Regions from separate parts of the Mus musculus genome. Here regions 1, 3 and 4 are each linked to region 2. Evidence: chromatin contacts called from public HiChIP or PLAC-seq and promoter capture Hi-C data. All regions are on one chromosome and are shown on one strand. Each heading gives the region's core, a stretch centred on a gene start, on an enhancer-like site or on the middle of the called end of the contact. The rest is flanking DNA. Distances are from core to core; before and after follow the strand shown.

The links. Promoter capture Hi-C pulls out the DNA fragments that hold promoters and counts their contacts. HiChIP or PLAC-seq counts read pairs in DNA pulled down with a chosen protein or histone mark.
Region 1: an H3K4me3 HiChIP or PLAC-seq map of bone marrow-derived macrophages shows a contact between it and region 2, with 4 times the contacts expected there. The contact joins the enhancer-like site here to the promoter of Rbm34 in region 2. A contact is called at or near these places in 6 of 39 promoter capture datasets (the 3T3-L1 cell line, cranial neural crest, embryonic stem cells and 2 more) and 4 of 115 datasets of contacts at active chromatin or transcription factors (astrocytes, bone marrow-derived macrophages, extraembryonic endoderm stem cells and 1 more).
Region 3: a contact with region 2 is called in a promoter capture Hi-C map of hippocampal neurons, with 4 times the contacts expected there. The contact joins the promoter of Map3k21 here to the promoter of Rbm34 in region 2. A contact is called at or near these places in 1 of 39 promoter capture datasets (hippocampal neurons) and 1 of 115 datasets of contacts at active chromatin or transcription factors (forebrain).
Region 4: a contact with region 2 is called in a promoter capture Hi-C map of second pharyngeal arch cranial neural crest, with 10 times the contacts expected there. The contact joins the promoter of Nrp1 here to the promoter of Rbm34 in region 2. A contact is called at or near these places in 8 of 39 promoter capture datasets (the 3T3-L1 cell line, cranial neural crest, embryonic stem cells and 3 more), 3 of 15 datasets of contacts at CTCF or cohesin (the NIH/3T3 cell line, embryonic stem cells and stem cell-derived epiblast-like cells), 18 of 484 Hi-C or Micro-C datasets (the AML12 cell line, the G1E-ER4 cell line, the N1E-115 cell line and 12 more), 11 of 115 datasets of contacts at active chromatin or transcription factors (the NIH/3T3 cell line, astrocytes, embryonic forebrain and 6 more) and 3 of 9 other capture datasets (adipose tissue, embryonic stem cells and liver).

Annotation. Positions count from the first base shown.
Region 1 is chr8:128,449,080-128,452,260 of GRCm38.p6, reverse strand. All of the region lies in intron 6 of Nrp1 (neuropilin 1), which reads right to left. Among named protein-coding and RNA genes, the nearest start is that of Gm32643, 42 kb to the left of the region's middle. Within about 2 kb of position 1,455, at least 40 of the 459 cell types and tissues checked have an H3K27ac peak or open chromatin away from gene starts, as enhancers often do. A contact at or near this core is called in bone marrow-derived macrophages and extraembryonic endoderm stem cells, where this site is marked.
Region 2 is chr8:126,969,577-126,972,353 of GRCm38.p6, reverse strand. Rbm34 (RNA binding motif protein 34) reads left to right here and starts at 1,305. Exons shown (of 11, transcript NM_172762.3): 1 at 1,305-1,364; 2 at 1,445-1,616; 3 at 2,226-2,371. The coding sequence starts at 1,315.
Region 3 is chr8:125,909,151-125,912,027 of GRCm38.p6, reverse strand. It overlaps Map3k21 (mitogen-activated protein kinase kinase kinase 21), which reads right to left and starts at 1,578. Exons shown (of 10, transcript NM_145608.2): 1 at 595-1,578. The coding sequence starts at 1,351.
Region 4 is chr8:128,357,795-128,360,563 of GRCm38.p6, reverse strand. Nrp1 (neuropilin 1) reads right to left here and starts at 1,491. Exons shown (of 17, transcript NM_008737.2): 1 at 932-1,491. The coding sequence starts at 1,004. A930035F09Rik (a long non-coding RNA gene) reads left to right here and starts at 2,327. Exons shown (of 3, transcript XR_879381.3): 1 at 2,327-2,769. It overlaps Mir1903 (microRNA 1903), which reads right to left and starts at 1,323; the gene lies at 1,244-1,323.

The DNA of each region.
Region 1 (3,181 bases), core at 206-2,705, 1.5 Mb before region 2:
GTAGATTTGGACAGATAGCAAATCTGTGGCAACTTCAAATGTGTGACCTTAGGAAGGGCTGACATACACAGTATGAAACAGGAAAGAAAAGATGCAACGTTAAACATTGGGAAGGGTGGGGGAGGGGAGACATTTCACAGCTGACTGTGATGTCCAAGTGTGTAGCAAAGATTCTATAGTAGGATTCTGCAAGTAGACAGGAAGAGGAAGGGAGTGGGGCACACAGGAAGAGCAGAATTGACCATGAAGATCTGTAAAGATGAAACAGTCAGCACCAAGTAGCCAGCTATGCTTCTCACACTAGCAGACACTGTTGGTCTTAAATGCGTGGACTCTGAAGGACACTAATTGGAAGGCAGTGGTCAGCAGCTGTGGAGATAATGTAGAATCTCCAGATCCATCCTCGTCCATGTCCGGACTTTGCTTTGCTTTCACCCACCTTCTATTCCAGGCCACAAGAATGGTACACTTAAGACAAACAGCAGGAATAGTAGAGAAGCCAGCACTGTTCAGGGAAGTTCTCCACAGTGCACCCCCGCTGTGTTCTGGAGGGTTCCTTTCCTGCATGTTGCTCTCTTTCCCCACAGATATTTAGGCTCACAGGTACTACGATCAGGTAATATGCTTCCCAAACCCAGGCAACTTCTCTTCTCTCACTGTCTCCTGATTATTTGAGAGTCCTTACTTTCTGAGTTTGTAGAATATCCTTAACTTTCGGAGTTTTAGAGTATATCTTTACTTTCTAGCTGTCATATTCTTGCCTGGAAGATGGATGTGTTTTCAGGTCTGAATTTGGAGGAATTCTGTGATGAGGGATGGTGGGGAGGGATATGGAGTGGGGGTAGGCACATGTGCCATTGAACATCAAATGGTTTTCTCAGCTCGTTGAGCACTTCCCACTGGGGGTATGACACACATCAACATCTGGAAAGTATCCAGTGGTATGTACACTATCTTCAGAAGTTCATCAGACTTTGGAGTTCTAGTGGCTGCTTCCTGAGCCAGTTTTCACAGCTCAGTGGACATAAGTGACTCAATAAGACACTGTTTCCAACATTGATATAAAATTCAAAGAGTCTAGATTCTCTCACCATATCTTATTTTTGAACAAAGAGCTATCAGGCAGAAACAAAGAAATCACCAGCTTTTCCTTGTAGGTGTGAGATAGGGAGCAGCGTTGGTCCTACTGCTGGGGACCCTGGAAGGCAGGGGTCCCCTGACTCCTTCCTTGCTCTTTCTGTTCAGGTATCTACAAGAATAAACACTTTACGGCCAAAGGCATTGTCTTCACAATAACAGGAAACACATTCCCCAGATACAGAGAGGCAAGGAAAGGCCCACATTTTACTGAGGATCACTGGAGGACGAAGCAGCATTTCTCAGCATTGTATAGTAAATCACACAGCTCGTAGCCTTTGAGCCATGAAATGCTTGCCGCTGCTTGCCATGACTGCGCACAACCGGCCATTGGTAATGTAATGTGGAAAACCTCATTTCCAAAATGAAAATCTGCCTTGCTCAATAAAATACGGCCCCGTGAGTGAGCATTGGCAAGGGAGCATTTATCAGCTTTTAATGCTCCCCTGGCAGGCCAGCACAACAGCCTGAGAAAATAAAGGACAAAGAACTGAGGTCTGATTAAAAACCGGAAAGTCTGCTTGTGAGGGGAAGACATGGCAGGTTTTCTTCAGAACATCTCTGATGACTCAAGGCTGTTTAATTCATCAGTTGATACTAAAGCTAAAGAAAATATTTTTAAGTAATTGTCTCATTTCCTTAGATAAAACACATGTTTTCTGACCTAGCCAGGCATGTAGACCTCAGCTATTCTAGGCTGAGTGGGCTGATTCACAGCATCTGACCATTGTCTGCTTGAAACTCAGGATCTCTGGCTTTTTATAGATGCTAATCAGAACACAACCACCTAAGGTTAATAACATAATCCTCTGATGGTTAATAACATAATTCTTTATCTATATTATTTTGTCACGATTATTGTCTTATTTAGAAAAATGCTGATAACTAAAATTGTTCTTTTTAATAGAAAATCTGCAATGCAGCCTCTGTGTTTAGGGTATTTAATTTAAGGGTAAAACTTAAATGTGTTACCTCCTTCAAACCACCTATCAAACAAGGAAAATTTTATGGATAAATAAACTGAGAAACAAACTGTCATATTCCCTGGTCCAGAGTCACCCTGTGTGGCTCAAGGCACCCCATGCTGGTCTTCAAGTTCGGTGGCAGCAAAAATATAATCCAACAGCTTTTTTTTTTTTTGGAAATTAAATATTTTGTGCAGTTATGGGAAATATGAGGCCATCTGTGACTACCTTGTTGATTACTTTAAACTGCACACAAGGCTACTGGAAGAGTTTACTTTGAATATTATTATATGGTGGAAGAATAAGCTGATAGTTATGGATTTTTTTTTAAAGTTCAAGACAAAGATCCAACATTCTCTGGTAATCTTAGACACGTGAATGAATCCTTCTGACCATAGTTAAGAGAAAACCAAGTTCCGGTTGCAGCTGGATCTGATTCCTTGACACTCTTCTAGTGTTAACCCACAAACCAGTAGAACCAACTTAAAAACAAAAATTTAATTGTGAGTTAGTCCTTGACTAGTAAGCAGTTCCACTTGGTTCTTTGTCAGGGTTCATGAGAAAGAGGCAAAAGGAATAGCAAAATCTTACCCAGTTGCCTACCAGAAATTAATATTGCTCCTCTGTCTTTTATCTTTTGGCAGACTTTACTTAGAGAACAAGGGTGTCTTCAGACTCCAACACACACACACACACACACACACACACACACACACACACACGCACGCGCGCATACACATGCACACACACAGACACCATACAATCAAACATATGAATTCACACACACAGACATAGATATCACACATACCCCACACATAGGTATGTAGACACACGCATAGACACACACACCACATAATGAAGCATGCACCATACACACAGACACATAGTCAGACATACCACACATAGGTACACACAAATACCACACTACACATATCTGATACATCAGAGAAAGAGAGAGAGAGAGAGAGAGATCACACATGCATACATGCACACATACACACCAGAGATCTATACACAATTCATATCTTTCTCCAAGCTATATATACTACACACATAGAGATAATCCATATATACTCATC
Region 2 (2,777 bases), core at 56-2,555:
CTAACAGGAAAAAGCCCAGGCTCCAGCTTTCATGCCCAGGTAATGGAATGTCCCAGCCACCTGGCCTGAAGCAAGCACAATGGGTCAGCAGCAGTTTCCAGAGTTCCTCAGTAACAGTTCCCAGACCTCCCCAGCAAGTTTCCAGCCCCCACATCCCAGTAATGGAATGTCAGTATCCCTAGAGATAGACCCAACATATTAACATAGAGGTCACCTACCCCAGCATTCCCTAATGTGCTTTAAATCTGGCCTGCAAGCTCACTTGGGTGTCTCTCTATCTTGGTAACTGGGGAGATCCCAACATGCTGGACTTCCTGCAGGCAAAAGAGGCTACGACCGCATATCCCAGAATAGCCTCAAAATCATGGCCAAGCTCTACCTAGGCCCTAGAGAACAGGGATTACAAATATAAGCCACTATTAAAAAAAAATCTAAGTATGAATTTACTTAAAGAATGACGGGAGGTGGGGAGGGGGCTGGTGAGATGGCTCAGTGGATAAGAGCACTGACTGCTCTTCCTCAGAAGGTCTTGAGTTCAAATCCCAGGAACCACATGGTGGCTCACATCCATCCATAATGAGATCTGACACCCTCTTCTGGTGTGTCTGAAGACAGCTACAATGTACTTATGTATAATAATAAATAAATATAAAAATAAATGACAGGGCGGCTTTGAAGACGGAATAGTACAAGGATGTGACCAGTTAAACTGTGATCCCAAATACTTGTTTTCTGCCGACTTTGAAACGTCAAACTTCGGGAAAGGTGTACCCTTCCCCGACTGCTAAGACACATCCCTGTAGCCCCATTTCTCTTGGAAACCTCCTTCCTTAATGAGCTGTGGCCGACAGCCTTCCCTAAGCCTGGGGGGCGGGGGGGCTTGTTTTATTTGAGACGAGGTAGCTATGCTGGAGCCATGTGGTTTTAGCCGGTCCTGGAAATCGAGGTAATCCGGCTACTTCGAGCCCCAAATTCTGGGATTAAAGACCTAAGCCACTATGTCAGGTTTTAGCTGACCCTCGTACTAACACGAGGCCTCAGCTACTCGTGAGACTTGCTGCACTCCCTCAGCCTAGGTTTCCCTGAGACGCCTGCGGACTGCAAAACCATTAGTATTAAGCATAGCGCGGCTCCTGCGCAGCCACGGGCTGAATGGGGAGAGGGGGTGTGGTCCTGAGCGGAAGAGCTCAGCCTTAGAACGGAAGTAGTCGGAACCCGGAGGCTGCCGGAACCCGGAACCAGAGGGAACGCATGACTAGTCGGATCCCAGAAGCGCGGACCTAGGACTTCCATCCCGGAAGCTCAGTTTTCAGCATGGCTCTGGGAGGGGAGGAACGCAAGAGAAGGAAGGGCTCGGAGCGGAGGTGAGTGGCGGCGGGCGTTGGTGTGGATGGGTTGGCGGTGAGTGGCGCGGCGTGGCTGAAGAGTGCTCTTGTGTTTGCAGACAGAGCTCTGGAGACGGCGTGAGCTGTGCGGCCAGCGACTACCTGGTGGGACAGGTCGCCGACAGCTTGCGGGGCGGCCCGCGGCCTCCTGGAGGCGGGACGGGGCGGCTGGCCGCTCTCTTCAGCACCGCGGAGCCATCGGCTCCTCCTGTATTTGTGCCTGTGCCCCAGGTGAGTCGCCGGGCTGCACCCTGAGTATCCCGGTAGAGAGAGATGTAGAGGGTCACTCTCCTGACAGCAGTGACTGTCTGGTCCTTTGAGCAGGGCTAGCGCTTCACCCTCAGCCTATTTGATTGGCAGGGTCACCTGTAGACCGTGTAAGCCTCAAATTTCAGTTATGTATCCGAGGATGAACTAAACTCCTGATCCTTCTCCAGCCTTGAGTTCTGAGATTACAGAGTCGCTCCCACCATGTCCGACTTGACTTTTTTATTTTGAGACAGGATCACACTAGTTGCGCACGCTTAGAATACACGGTAACCCAGATTCTATATTCCTGCCTCACCTTTCCACTGAATGGCTGGTGCTGCAAGAATATTCTGCTTCTCTCCGTAACCCGTGAAGAAGTATCCATGTAGAAAGGCACATCGGAGTACTGCTCAGGGACTTGGAGACGGAGGGACTTTGCTATGTAGCTCTGGCTGGCCTGGCACAGTTCCTCCTGCCTCTATTCCTGAATACTGGAATTACAGATATAAGCCACAACACACAGCTTTAGGGTCAGGATTTTTTTTTTTTTTAAAGTTTGAGGTTTTAAATATGACTTCAAACTTTTGAAAGGAAACATCTAAAAAAAGAAAACTTGATGATGATGATGATGATGAAGAAGAGAGTGTGTCCCAAACTAAAAAGCCAGTTTTGCAAGAGCCTTCGAGAAAAGTGAAAGTGAAGAAACTCTCTGATGCAGACAAAAGACTGGCAAACAGGTTGGTAGAAATCTCCTTTTTGCTATATTAAATACCTCAGGCAGTTTTTTTTTTTTTTTTTTTAATGTTCATCTTAATTTTTTTCACTGCATATTCTGAAATTTAAAAAATACATTATACAAAGTCTCATACAGGGTTAAAAGATACAAGAAAGCCATTTATCCTAAGCGAACAGATACTGGTAGATCAGCTTTTTAGGTCTTTGTGTCCATCACTGCTTCTTGATTCTGAGCCAGCCTTGTTAGGACTTTAACCCCTTCTCTGTTTTCTGAGTTGGGATTTCTGAGTTAGTGTGTCTGTCAAATGTGAATTTGGTTTTCATAGGAACCAAATTTCCCTTACTAACTTAAAATTCCTTTTACATAATATTTGAGTTAGTATCCAAACAGATACACTACTTTTCTAT
Region 3 (2,877 bases), core at 329-2,828, 1.1 Mb after region 2:
CACTTGTTCTCGGCCCAAATGGGTGCTTTCCAATGTGCAGAAAAGATTTCTCCTAACAGTACAGTCATGTTTCAGAGACAGAGACTTCTGACCCGTAAGGAAAGACCAAGGGCAAGAAGCCATGTTCACAGTGAACATGGTTTGGGGTGGGTGGTGGGGTAGAGCTCAGCGGCAGAATGCCTGCTTGGAATGCGTGAAGCCCAGCTTTTGCAGAGCGTACCAGGAGAAAAGAATTAGAAACTTTAATAAGACACTTGTAAAGTGGAAGGAAATGACTGACGGAGTGCAGGTAATGTGGCCACCAGGCTAAACATGCTCTGTTTAAGGCCAGGGCTGGTAAAGTCCCGTGCAAGCGTATTGGGAGACCTACACAGATTATATGTGTAGTGTCCGATAGGTCCGGAGAGTAAAAAAAAATTTATCTACAAGCTCCTGACCCTGTCTTTTAAAGGGGTGCTCACAGGTAATAACGCCAGGGTAAGTACGAACTTCCCTAAAGCAAGTTAACCAGAGCCTGTCTTCCCACTCTGTGTCAGAGCCAGACCCCTCTCTTGGCTCCTGGAACCTAATTCCCTTGGGGCTAGCCTCACTTACTGTTGCTGGACTTGAGGTCACGGTGCAGGATGGGCACCACCGCCTCCTCGTGCAGGTACAGCATGCCGCGGGCGATCTGCACCGCCCAGTTGACCAGAACCTGTGGGGGGATGCGGCGCGCGCGGCGGGGGCCGGGCGCTCGCGGATCCGATGCTGCCGCCGCCAGCGCGCGGTTGAGCGCGCCGCCACGCGCGAACTCCAGCACCAGGCAGAGGTGCGGCTGCCGCAGGCACACACCCCGCAGCTGGATGATGTTGGGGTGCCGCAGCATAGCGAAGAGCCGCGCCTCGCGCCGTACGCTCTCGGCCGCCGCCGCCGCGTCCTGCTCCGGGTCCCGGCGCGCCGCCTTCACCGCCACCTCCTGGCCCTGCCAGGTGGCGCGGTACACCTGACCGAAGCCGCCGGCGCCGATCAGCTCCTTGAGCTCCAGGCGCTCGAAGTCTACGTGCACAGGCGAGCAGGGTCTCGGCGGGGGCGGCGCCGGCGGCGGCACCGGGCCACAGGGCGCCACGTAGCTGGCCGGAAAGATGCCCAGGCGCCGCTGCACTTGGCCGGCCCACCAGCCCTCGTCTCCTGACACCGCGGCGTCCTGCGACAGTACCTCGACCAGCTGACCGCGCCTCAGGCTCAGCTCGTCCTCACCGCGCGCTTCGTAATCATAAAGCGCGGCCCACATCCCGGAGGAGGTACTCCCCGAGTCGTCCCGGGCCGGGGACAGCGGCGTGTCAGCCGTGCCCTCGGCTACAGGTAGAGCCATAGGGGCGATTGAGAGGTCGCTAGTGGACCAAGTGCGACAGCCACAACCTCAGCTTTCCGGGTCTCCAGCGACGCGTATCATCGGTCCGAGCTAACAGGGAAGGGTGCAGGGCTGGAGCAGGACTACAGAGGTTACGACCACTGCCCGGGGGCTCTGACCTCTGCTCTGCCTCCAGTTTGGCTAGTTCTTCCCCGCAGCCGCTAGCGCGGACAACCGGTGGCGGTGCTGGACCTGCTTAGACTTACGCGCGCTCCCCAGAAGTCGCCCCCACCCTCAGCCCCTCCTCCTTGGCCACTCCACCCTCCAGGTCCTTTCCCCTTGGCACTAGCTCTGGCCCCGCCGGGTTCGTTACCCCTGGGTTCCACCCTCCATTAGTCCCTCCCTAGTGCCAGTCCCGCCCTCCAGGTTCTTTAACCCCTAGAACTCTCTCTGAGTCTAACCTGAACCTGAGTCTCCTGTGCCCGACACGCCCCCAGCAAACCCATTCCGCCAGGTTGGCGTTTCTGCCCCTGTAATTTTGCTTTGCCGAGATTCGTCCTCCCTCCAAGTCTTCCTGGTTCCACCCCTGGTGCCCGCCCTTTCCCAAGTTCATTCTCTAAGTTCATTGGTGCTCCTGGATCCACACCTCTAGGTCCATTTACTTCGCGCTGGGGCAGTCTTCTTAGGCCCACTCTCTGCTCTGAGTTCATAAGGACCACCTTCTTTTGATCTCCTGGATCTGTCCCACCCGTTCCAAATCCATTACTCAAGGTCCCTTACTGACGATCCTCTAAACAGCCGGGTCCCCTCGACCGCCCTTCGGGGACCGCCTCCGCTTTCTAGGTCCATTCTGACCCCGCCCCCAGACTGTCAGCCTTTTCACCTCCACGCGTGACCTATTCTGAGCCCGCCCTCTGGCGTCTCCACTACACCTCAGGCGCCCTCTTGGCCTCGATGGCGGAGTAAGCCTGGGGCCACTTAAAGTTTTCCAGAAAGTTAAAGAGAGAGATCATGGTGCTCGAAGATGGTTGGACTCCTCAGTGAAAAGAGAGAGGAGATGGAGAGAAGAGGACCCTGGAGCTCTAGATGTAAAGTGACAGACCATCCCAGCAACAGATAGACGTTCGGATCCTGGAGCGCGGTTCCAGACAGAGGTCTAGTGTGCTTGATCTCACCGGACTGCAGGCATGGAAAGTCTCCAGGTTACAGACATAGGGAACCACAGTCTCATAACCCCGAAAGCTGGCGCGTTCCTGTGCCTACAGTGCTCCGATGTCAGGAATCCCCAGGTCCCGTCTAACCCTGTGTACCCTCAGACTCCGATGTAGACTACCTTGGAGGCACCTATGAGCTACAGGTTGCCAGGGTGACACAACTGATGAAGCTTTAAAAAGTAGAGAATACAGTTGCAAAATTGGTTCACGACACCAGAACACAACGTGTGCTAAGCCTGAGCGTCCTGGCCGGTGTAGGATGCTCCTAACACGAGAGCACATAAGGAGGTTTTGTTTTGCTTCGGCTCTTTGCCGTTTTGTTTGTTCGCAGTG
Region 4 (2,769 bases), core at 242-2,741, 1.4 Mb before region 2:
ATCATAAAGGAGTGATTTAAATTCTTCCTGGTAGAGCCCTCCGCTCAGCTCTTATTAAAACAATATACTACAATAAGTGGTAGATGCACTTTTCTCCTAATTACTTTGATTGAAATCTGAGCCAGACAAAGTAAACATTTAGCTATTAGTTAATAATAATGATGAAGATCTACTGTTCCGATCAGCCCTTGCCTAGCCTTCAGCACCTTTCCAGGGGACGTGGAACACATTTGTACCAGATCCCATTTTAAACACACTCTTTATGTTCCAAGGCACTGTTTATACCCAGGACTGCCTTTCATTTACTTAACAGTGAGTGGTTTTAAAAGCCAACTGGAAGCTGCAACAGGGTTACGAATTCTCAGACACGCTGGTACCTCACACTGAATAGATCCAAAGCCTTTATTGACAGTGCGACTTTCATTCATACTTCAGACTGATCACAGACGGTTTACAAAGGCAGCGGAGAGTTCCAGCGCCAAGACTGACCGCTATCTCTCTGTGTCGCCCACCAGAGGAAACCGAGCAGGGGTGTTTTGAGGAGAACCAGGAAGTCCTCCCGGTGAAGTGTTCATTAACTCTCAGCAGCCATCAGATTTTTGAAAGGGAGTCTCATTTAATTGCCTCTGGGAGGAAACATTATTAAGATAATTGGTGTGCTGATCTGGGAAGGTAGGCAGCTCTGTCTCGAAACAGAGGCAGGAGAAGCCAGCAACCAACTGGAGCAGGGGGCCGAGGGTTTGTGGTCCTCCTGCCCCAGACGCCCTGACTTCTCCGTTCCTTGCGCAGGCAAGTTTCCTGCGCCCGGCAGCCGTGCGCGCGTCCCGTGGCTGGGGCTGGAAGTCCCGTGGCTGGGGCTGGAACCCCTTCGCCCGAGGGGACTCGGCAGCCCCGGGCACTCTGGTTGCTCCCGTCTCCGGCTGTCACTTACCGCTGCGGAAAGCGCCCGCCAGGGCGAGGGCAAGGGCGAGCGTGGCGCACAGCAACGGCAGCCCCCTCTCCATCCTCCTTCGCCAAGCCAGTCCCCAGGCAGCCGCAGGAGAACACGATTGCGCGGACGAAAAACCAGCAAACGATAATCTTAACAATCCGAAACGCTCTTAAGTCCGCCTAAGAACCAGAAAATCCTCAGCGGGTCTTGGCGGGGAAGGCTAGCGGCGAGGCAATGCCTGAATTCGCGAGAAGCGCTTTTCTTTTTGTGTCTCAAGTCGCCTGCATCCTGTCATTTAGCTCCGATTTCCTCTCCCTTTTCCCACACTTGTTCCTCTTCCAGGAGCCACTGCCCGGGCCATGTCTCAGGAAGAAGAAGAAGGAGGAAAAAAAAGAGGGGAGGAGTTGCGAGGAGGAGGGGAGAGGGCGGGCGACACACCAAAGCCAATTTCTAGAGGGAAAGAAAAAAAAAATCCCGCTTGATTCTGGACGGGTTGGAGCCGAGGAGCTGGCGCCCAGAGGAGGTCCGGGTTGTCTGCGGGAAGGAGAGAGAGCAATGAAAAGATGAGCGGGAGAGCAAGGACTTTCTCCACTGGCACCCGCCTCTCTCTCCGACCTCCCCCTCCCTCCCAGAGCCCTTCCCTCCCTTCCTCCCGCCCCCTCCCCGCACAGCTCTGCCAGTGATTGCCTGGCTGGAGATTCAGAGACACAAGTTTCTCTCCGCGTGCTTTCCCGGTTGGTCCTCTGGGCTCCCCCCTCCACCCCACCTCCGGGTACCCTGCTGTGCTCTCCGCGGGAAGAAGGTCACTAGGGAGCAGGTTGTCTGCGCCCAGAGCGCAAGGTCACGTATGTGTGTCAGAAGGGGCAGTACAAGTGGTACCAGCCCCAGTGGCAGGCTAGTCTACCTTGACGAGATCTCTGCACCCCAGAACTGAACTAGGCTGCTCGTGTAGGCGAGGATCCTGGAGTCAAGGAGTTCCGAGAGACCGGGGTTAGCTGCTACTTCACGGAACTCCTAATCCCTAGGTACCGGCGCCCCCGGAGGCGTGGATCGCGCTGTCAGTCCCCGCTTTCACTTCCTGGGTGTCAGCCTGAGGTTTGGGGCAGGAAGCAGTCGGGCGCTCCAGGACGCTCCGAGTAGGACTTAGACTAAAAGAAGAACGCCTTGGTTGTTCTGCGAGACACGCTGTTGATCTTAGAGAACTGTGACCCAGTCTGCCACGTAAAGCATAGGCAGACTTTCTTAGAGCACGGACCCTGGCTGCAGCGGAACAAGGTCTCCTCGCCGTGCATAAAGGCGAGGATGGGTACCTGATACCCCCATCCCCACCCCTGACGCTTCAGGCTGCATTGTTCCCCGAGATTTGGTCCCCTCTTCTTTGGGGTTACATGAGCTCGGAGGATGGATGGTGGCGCGCCTTTCAGCTAGGGGGCAGCCGCCAACAGTCGCAGACCAGCCACGTAGAACTCCAAGAATCTGAATCAGGGGTCGAGGGACCCATTTCTGTGCACACCGAGGGAAGGATAAGACTGGCAACGACCCCTTGTGAGGGTGACAGGATGATCTTTGCAAGGGTCTCCTAGTGCCAGGTTTAGATTACAGGCAATTGTGTCTACTGATCCTCCAGCCTCATACGCCACCCACTTACGAGGTGCGTCCCTGGTGTCTGCCCAGTGCCTCCCCTCCCCCATGTAGTCCGGTTCCATCCTCGAGGGCTTTCCGAGAACTGCAGCAGGTGGCTTTGGTTTATGAATAGCAAGGACACCCAGGGACATAAACTGGTTGAGGCTTCTGATCAAGTACATATACCGGGCTCAATGACCTCCGAAGGAGCTGGT